2 separate regions of the Zea mays genome follow, and region 1 is linked to region 2. The links are chromatin contacts, called in public Hi-C maps. All regions are on one chromosome and are shown on one strand. The core of a region is the stretch at or near the end of the contact, and the rest is flanking DNA. Distances in the headings are between cores, read along the strand shown. Region 1 holds the start of LOC100194093 (Elongation factor Ts, mitochondrial). Region 2 holds the start of LOC100273771.

Region 1 (4,429 bases), core at 971-3,470, 230 kb after region 2:
GCATGGACCCCACCGTAGAACGCCGTAGCCTTGGCCTATGCGATGTGCCTTTTACTCTACGAAGTCGAGCCTTCGACCTCGTCGAGACTATTTTGCTTAGTGGAAGAGTCCGAGTCATTAGGGGCGCATCCACAAGGCTACAACAAGCCCCCTCGAGTAGTGTGGCCCTTCGCTCCATCCCCTCCGAGAGTCCCGGTCGAAGACCTCGATGCCGATACCGACCTAGGGGCGGTCGACCTTCACTTCTTGTACCTGCGTCAAAACATATTTGATTGTGGTTGGATTAGTCTGACCGAGGGGGCGGTCGACCTTCGCTCCAACACCTTCCTTTTAGCTTGACTTGAGAAGTTCCCTATCACTTATATGAACATTATTAGCATCTAAAGCAACTGACTAAGTGCTAGAATTATACCTTTGTTCCTTTAGTTCAAAAAGATTTTCAATGTGCTGAAACTAAGACCAACTTGCCACTTAACTTGCACAAAGAAGTTAGTAGCCAAATAGCAGTGTAAGGAACATATCATAAAGTAAGTGCAACTTATTTAAACACTTAAACCCCCTGTTTTTGTGGTTTTCCCCAAGGTTGCACTTTTGGGTTTTTTTAATCCAACTCATTTGGACTTTACACCTTCAATTTGCTTAAATGGAACCTATGCTCATGTCCATACCATGAAGGTTAGTTTAAAGTGGTGTATTGGGCAGTTAATCACCAAAACACTTAGAAATGGTCCAAAGACACATTTCTCTTTCAGTAATGTATGGTTCCAAATAGACATTTTGCAAACTGTAGCATTTGTAATGGCACGATTCAAATTAATCCATCTAACTATCTAGATTTTTTCATGTCATTTTTAAAAGCTTTGACCATCAATACCTAAAAATCTATAAAGGTTGACAATACTAGATTAATCATCATATAAAACACTTTTATAGTGCACAACTCTCTTTATTTGAGACAATGAGGTGTACTAACCATTTCGACTGATACTAAAATGATATTAGGTCATTTTCGATAGAGAGTTTCATCGCAATGTTTTCAAGGGCCTTGTTATGTCAACATTTATCTAGAAAATAGTGTGTCCAGAATTTTATCTCTATATTTTTTATCTCCCATGAAACTCTTACATGTCTCTCTTCGTTAAAATGTATGTCATATCATTTTATTTGATTACGTGGCATGTCATTTAATAAAAATTGAGCTCTATGTAAACTCCCACTAAAACTGGATTTAGTTTGCTTGAGTAAATAAATTCTGCTCATCGCCAACCTCACCGTGTATGCACCAAAGAAATTTGATACATAAAGGTCACGGTTTCTAAACAATGCATCGAGATAAAAATTACAGTTGCGTTATTGTATTTTTTCAATAAAATCTTAAAATAAAGATCACTGCTGGGATTCATTTGACGATATTTTTCTTATAAAATATTTTGTATTGAAACATAAACATTTTTTTATTGAGCGAAACAATGTCCTTGTTATGACCTTGCGGAATAGTCGGTCCATATTCAAGCCAAAAATATTTTATGTTCATTAGAAACTTGCTCTAGGTCCAAAGAAATTTTTCTATGTTAAAATAGAAGTGTTCTAACTTCATAATAAAAGTATTCTAGATTTACAAAAAATATGCTTGGATTCATTTGACGATATTTTCTTATAAAATATTTTGTATTGAAACATAAACAATTTTTTTATTGAGCGGAACAATGTCCTTGTTATGACCTTGCGGAACAGTCGGTCCATATTCAAGACAAAACTATTTTCTGTTCATTAAAAAACTTGCTCTAGGTTCAAAGAATTTTTTCTATATTAAAATAGAAGTGTCTAACTTCATAATAAAAGTATTCTGATTTACAAAAAATATTTTAGATTCATGAGAAAAGCCGTTCGAATGTTTATGACAAAAAAGTTCTCACTTAAAAAATACTTTACTCGTTTTAAATGTTCCAATAAACATTCAAACCAATGTTCCGCCAACCACCAGCAGTTTTCCTATAAAAATGATAAGTTAAATTGTATAGGAAGAATAAATAAAAACTAAAAACAAGAAAGCAAAATAAGAAAATATGTAGAAGTATTGTTGAAAGAATGGACGGCCCATGTCCAGCAGGAGATCCCTGACGTTTTGCTCTCCATCAGCCCAACAGCTACCGACTGGGCTATTATTTCTCCCCGCGTGCTCTCTCTCGCCGACTAGGCTATTGCCGCCGCCGCCCTACACCAGATGCCCAGTTCTTCGTCAGCCCCTTCTCCGGCAACGAGCACCTAACAGGTACGCTCGTTCTCTTTACTTTCTGCTGTGCGCAACCGAGCAGAACCTAAGCTATTTGGAATGGAACTGATCTAATTGCAACGTGAATCATTTACTGAGTCCGTCCCTGTTCTGTGCGCCGCACTTTGTTCCCATTCCAAACTCACTCCACCTGCAATTTTTGTTTTAGATCTGTGTGGTATTGTCTAATTGCCTTGATGGAATCCATTTGCGCTGGAGTGATAATTAACAGAGTTGTGAAAAGAGTAAAAATAAAATATTTTTTATCTCAAAGTTTACGTTCAAAAAGCGATCTAATCTCAAAGGAAAATGTACTGTTATGATGTTCATATATTGTTTCTTAGGCTGAAAAAAAATCATTGATACACGTACGCCGTCAGAGGCTGCAGTATATTCTGTGAGAATGGCATGGGGTCAAGGTGCTAAGAGGTCCATACTAGGGCTTCTCTTTCGTTCTCAGCACCAAACTGCTCGGGCATACTCTTCTTCAGCATTCCAGACTCACCAATTGAGCACTCATGTTCCCCAAGATGGAGTGTTTATTAGGAGATTCGGCTCTGAGGTGTCTTCTTCAGAGCAAATGAACCTTATTAAGCAACTCAGACAAAGAACGAGTGCTCCAATCAAAGATGTCAAGGCCTCTCTAGTTACCTGCAACTGGGATATTGGTTTGCTCTTCTAGCTCCATGCCATGTCATGATTTAGTTGACTTATTTGTTTAGTTCGCTTTTCCTATTTGAGTTTGTCAATTTCTTTCAGAGGCTGCACAGAAGGACCTAAGGAAGAGAGGTGTTGCTCTTGCTGCCAAAAAGTCTTCACGCACTGCTGCTGAAGGTTTGCTAGCTATCGCACAAGATGACAAAAGGGCTGCTGTAGTTGAGCTTAACTGTGAAACTGATTTCGTAGCAAGAAATGATGTTTTCCAGTACCTGGTTGGTTTCATTCCCCAGTAACAATTTTATCTTAATTACCGGCAGCTGAGCTGTTTTGTTGATCTCTGCTTAAACTTTTCACACATAAAATGCAAAGTTACATATGTAACATCATTAACAATTTATGGGCCGTTTGGATCTACGTGTCTAAATTTGTCCCATAACATCGAATGTTTGGATGCTAGTTAGAAGTATTAAATATAATCTAATTATAAAACTAATTACACATATGAGGACTATACGGTAAGATGGGACTATTAAGCCTAATTAGTTCATGATTTGCTCATATGATGCTACCGTAACTATTTGTTAATCATGGATTAATTAGGCTTAATAAATTTGGCTTGTCGTTTAGTCTTCATCTATGTAATTGGTTTTGTAATTTGACTATATTTAATACCCGTAATTGACATTCAAACATTTGATATGATATGGACTAAACTTTAGTCAGAGGAACCAAACACCCCCTTGGATGCAAGGGGTTTTAGATTCATTTCTTCAATATGAATGCATAGTAATTGGGTACTTAGCATGGTTTTTGTGGTGTTGATGTGTGTGTTTGTTAGGGCCCTTCCCCAGTTTTTTTTCTTATAATATAATGATAAATAACTCTCTTGCGTGTTCCAGAAAAAAAGCACCAGTAAAATTATCTTTTCACCACTTAAAAGTAAATGCCGAAAACTCTTTTAGTTGTGAAATACTAAGGTATCTGGCACATTTACATAAAGAAGATTCTGAATGCCTTATTTTAAGTTTTATTGGTTCATCATATTGTTAAGGTTTCTTCAACATATTGTCTACTTTCTGAACTTTTATTATGCTATTCTTATTTTTTCGTTTTTAGGGCATTTTGGCTTTGGGTATTCTAGTTTCATTCAAGACTTCTTTTTGATTCATGTGCCAAGAAGTATATGCATATTTGCAGGTGTCGACATATCATGTAATTTGTAAACAATGTTAGTCATGCATGTAAAGGAAAATTTCCACTCATCTGTTCATCAAGTTGCAGATATATTAACTTCAGTTCTGTAGAAAATTCTATGTTTTGAGTTATTCATATAAATCTGCGGCTTTGTTTTAGATATTTTTCTATTTTGTCACCATACAGGCTTCATCATTGGCAAAGATGGCTTTATCTGCTCAGGGTCCTGGTGAATTGTTCATGCCTTTTGGTCCTGAGCTTTTAGAGGTATACCATTATCCCTATGTGGTGTACTCCCAGATT
Region 2 (4,835 bases), core at 2,112-4,611:
ATACTTACAAATTCTGCAAAAAATCAAATATGTTCAAAGTCAAGCAAGCATTATCACTTTGGAAGTTTATTAACGTGTTGCACACACCTCCTACTTTTATGTTGCAAATCAAATAGAATGAAGATGTCGCATTCAAACAGCTGTGAATATCAAGGCAACCAAAACTACCTTTTAATAAAAAAGATAGAAAAAATCCCTTTCATACCAACTAAATGAGAACTGATATACTGATATATCACTACAAGAGAAAAAGAGCAAGACCAAAAGTTTAGCAAATGGAAAACCTCGTCCTAATTTTACAACTTACACCATCCATTGTCACTGCAGATGTGTCAACACCAGAATGAAGCCCCATCATGTAGGGTGTCGGGGCATCAATGTAATCAACCCCACTAGAGAATATTATTGGAATATAGACATGCTGCAGCAAACAGAATAAGCTATATGAAGTCACACCATGATTAGGAGCATATTATCAGCACGAATTATGGATACAGACATGAATGAATTCCTCAATCACAGCAATTGTTTTACAAGATGCTTTTCAAGTCCAGTGAAAGTTTATGAAATCGCATATTTGATTGAAACCTACCTGCCACCTAATTGGGTATATTAAATGGCAAATGGCTTCTGAAACTAGAGTCAGTAGAGTATACCTGCATTATCAATCAACGAGAAGACTATCAAACGCATAATAATTTCATCATTAATGGTGGCGAATGTGTCAAGAACTCTTTCAGGTTGAGGTAACATATGCAATGAAACGGTTCCTTCACTTATGTGACTATGACATGCAGAGACAAGGGTGAACAGATAAGCAAGGGACTTTAGTCCCAAGTAAATTGGAGTAGGCTAAATAAGGATGAACTGATAGGAGGAGCAAAATGATCAAAGTAGCTAAGTGGGAAGTGGGGACAGAACAATCAAATACTTATTTGATCGAAGCAATATCCTTCTTTCAAGCAGGACAGCTGTAAAGAGAAGTATTAGTTTATCAACATCCAGACACTGCACCAATGGCTGGAATGATATCTGCAGGCACAGAAAAACTTAACCAGTCTGATGTGAATAAAATGAATGTATTCAGTTTAACATATGAATTATATTGGAAACAAGGCTGAATAGCGTAAGAACAAATGGAAACAGGAAACATACATCAGCATGGGGAAGCCATTCTTTTGGAGGAGCTTCCGCAGAAAGAAGACAATTCTCAATGGCAAATAAGACACGATTCTTTCCTGGTGTGGGTAATGTCACATGTGACACCATATGAGATATTATGTCCCACAAAGGCTTGCTGAAACCCGATAACACAAAATTAAATGGTGAGGTAGTTGAAACTTGAAACAAGCACACACAAAGTACATGAATACTAAATTTACCTGCACCCTGAAGGAGAAAAACAAAGAACAAATATTTCCTCAAGGGCATCACGAAGGACTTGGAAACTAGGAGAATGGGACACAAGGCAGATGCATTTATCAGCAAACGAATTCGCCGGAATTTGGTAAGCCTCAATTATGTCTTCACAAATAGGATCCCGAAATGCAATACAACTGACATAAATTTTTGAGCCATCTCCCTCTACAAGAAATCACAACATAGTTAAAAGGATGACCTGTATACAACGGGAAAATTCGTTCGATGCCACTCATTCTAAGACGGCTAGGAAATGCCCCTCGATAGTAAGACGGCTAGGAAATGCCCCTCGATAATGCAATTCTTCTCACATTATAGCACCTTATATAGTTGGTCTGATTTCTTTTTATTTTTAATCTGAAATTAACTTAAAAATGGTATGGAACAAAGACCAGGAATACGAGTTTTCTACACAACAAAATCTAAATGTTTAAATTCTGCATACGAGTACATTTTGCTATTTTTTACCACAACCAAAACTATTTTTTCCAATTGCACCATACAAACCAGTCTTCTGGGAACTTAACTATTTTTTTTGGAATTGATAAGTTTTAATATCATAATTTCAGATTACAAATATTTATCATTTTTAAGTTAGTTTCAGATTAGAAATAAAATTAAATAAGACCAAATAGACAAGGTGTTATAATGCGAGAAGAATCGCATTAGCTAAGAGTGTTTTCTAGATGACTTACTAGCGAGGGGCATTTTCTAGATGGTTAAGGAGTGGCATTGAACGAATTTTCCCGTATACAGCAAGCAATAGCAGTTTTGACCATAAGGTTCGAATTTATACAAAATATTATTTTTCAACCAGACCTATAGATCTGAATGTCTATGGCATGTACCTGTTAAAACTATAGGATAACTACGTGGATAAGTTGAGACATCATCTGTGTCCAGCCCTGAAGAATATATTCTTACTCCCGCTGGCAAAACACACTGCATTTGTGACCAGTCAATGTTATATAGGATGAGATTCACGAATCCAAAGGAAAAAGGAGCAGTTTCTCAATTTAAAGAGAAATTAGATATCATTTAAGTAAAAACACATCCACAACCAGTCAACGACCAAGCAAGCATGCAGCAGCAGTGCAGCATGAGCCCTGCAGGAGGGCCAACATGCAGGCACAGGGGAGCAGCAGACTACTGAGTTCAGCAAGCAGGTGCAGAGAAAGCATGTTCTGCAGCAGACTAAAAATTTCATCACTACTATGCCAGTGAGGCAGCCACATAAATACATGATGCTAGTAATAAGCCCGCTGCATAAAGCAACATGATTCACTCACAATCAGTGTTCTTTTTATCGAAATGAGCAATAAGCCACCCCTAACCAAATGCCGATGCTGAATGCGCGTGTTTCGGTGATCGCCAATTCGATCCATTCTACTCTGCCGGGAATTCGGCCGGAAATAACCCAAAGCAGATCGACGCTCCATCGAATTAACGGGGCGAGGGGAAGGGAGGAGAGGCGGGATCTGCGAACTCACGGTGGGGAGCTGCGGAGGAGGAGGAGGGTACAGAGCGTGGTTGGACGGCGGGAACTGGTCAAGGAAGGCCGACATGTACATCTCCTCAACGCCATGGAAACCCTTGATGCCATCCAGGGACCGGATCTCCGGGCCCAGCCCGCACACTACGAAGTACTCGAAGATCCGCGACGACGACCCCATCTCCGCCGCCGGAACCGGAGATCACCGGCCTCCAGTTAGGTACCCTCGGTGTCACGGTTGGCGCCTGCTTCTCCCTGTGGTGTAGGCTCACTCCGCGCGCGAGCAGGACGAGGGAGGGAGGGAAGCGACCAAGCGGAATAGGAAGCCAGATAGATGATGGTTGCAGACCTGAAGTGCAGGAAGAAGGGGACGAGAGGCCCGCGGGTCAGATCGTCGTCTGTTCTTAAGGATTCAGCGGCAATTCGTTCGTTTTCTTCGCTTCTGTGTTTAATTGTTCGCCCTTTTTTTACGACGATGATGACTGAAAGGTACTTGTTGAATTTTGTAACGGTTAAAGAAGCCCCTGAGGCCTGAGCAGAGGGATACTAGAATTTGAGACTCATCACTCCTAAAATAAACTAGTATACGTTGTGGCTGCACATAAACATTCATTACAGCACAATAATTAAGAAAACTAATTTTATTATCGACTTTAATATATTTATGATTTTTTGTCAATAACCATGCATAACTAAACTTAGAATCTGAGTCGTCTCCTCCTCCTAGCCACGCAACACCGGCGACGACGCCTCTTTCTCTCTCCCTCTGTTGTTCTTACTCATCTGCCTATAGAGGCGTATAGCGGCGGTTTAAAGCGCTTGTCGACGAGACAGGTAAAAGCGGCGGTGCGGCGGTAGCAGCTGGCTAGTCGAAGGCACAGAAGAATTTGGGTGAGAGATGCAAAGACGGGTTAAGAGATGAGAAGTTAGGAGTTAATATACAACGGCAACAGTGGGGTGAAAGAGGATAAAGCGCTTGTGATGGTTACATAATTAGTTGTGTAAATAAGAAGTAAAGCTTATTTTATCTAGTTATTAGGCGAGGCGTGGGTAAAACAAATCTACATGTTTTGCGTGTTACGTACGACCCTTAAAGGAGTAGAGGTTATCTTATAAGATTCACTTTTTCTCAAAATACTTGATATTCTCACTTCTATAAATTTTTCTTTTCTCAATATCACTTAAATTATATTTTAACATAAGAATCCATCATACTCAACAGTGTTAGCCACGTGCCCCCAAGACCTACCCTTGGATACCTACCTTGATCCTAGCTATGGTAAAAGGATATCATACTGAGAGACTCAATCTCATGTCTATCGAACTTATATGGCTCTTTAGCCTTATAACGGAGACTTGGGCTCTTAAGACTATCTTCAACAGACTCTCTATTCCACTCTCTATCTCACTCCATATTTTAAACTTCACTCTGCAAACAGTGCAATCTACAGTGCAAAATAATATTTTGCACGACCGTTTACATGACCTGCTGGAGATGGCCTAAACCCCCCAGGCTCTCCATACTATGGGGTTCTCATATATTTATAGGACTATCAATCACAAACTAGAGACCTTAAAGGTCCCTGGCCTCTAAGTCCTAACCAATGGTCGAGTCTTGGGACCCTCTTTAGGCCTCCTTCATGAAGAAAACAAAGTTGTTGACTTAGATAAGTATAGGAGCACCTACAGACTAAGGAATATGGTTGGCTCTTCCTTTGGGCAAGATTGGTCCCAAAGGTACGGCTCCACTACAACTAGCCACTAGGGACTTAAATGGCTGGAGAAAATCTCGTTCCGTTGCACACCGATTTCTACATTTGCTCTGCTCAAATTCATATTTTCGAACAAACGTGAAAACGATACGGAAAAAGGATGAGAAAAACAAAACGGTTTGGACCATATCCTAGTTGTTTTCGTTTATCCC

Evidence for each region. Hi-C and Micro-C count contacts between places; a contact is called where the count stands out from the background.
Region 1: a contact with region 2 is called in a Hi-C map of ear, with 2.3 times the contacts expected there. The contact joins the promoter of LOC100194093 here to the promoter of LOC100273771 in region 2. A contact is called at or near these places in 3 of 25 Hi-C or Micro-C datasets (ear, endosperm and tassel).

The regions. Positions count from the first base shown.
Region 1 is chr3:225,698,699-225,703,127 of Zm-B73-REFERENCE-NAM-5.0, forward strand. LOC100194093 (Elongation factor Ts, mitochondrial) reads left to right here and starts at 2,221. Exons shown (of 10, transcript NM_001139147.1): 1 at 2,221-2,272; 2 at 2,617-2,940; 3 at 3,032-3,204; 4 at 4,313-4,393. The coding sequence starts at 2,676.
Region 2 is chr3:225,465,836-225,470,670 of Zm-B73-REFERENCE-NAM-5.0, forward strand. It overlaps LOC100273771, which reads right to left and starts at 3,362. Exons shown (of 31, transcript NM_001148175.2): 1 at 2,910-3,362; 2 at 2,268-2,361; 3 at 1,383-1,584; 4 at 1,156-1,297; 5 at 932-1,032; 6 at 593-656; 7 at 308-421. The coding sequence starts at 3,092.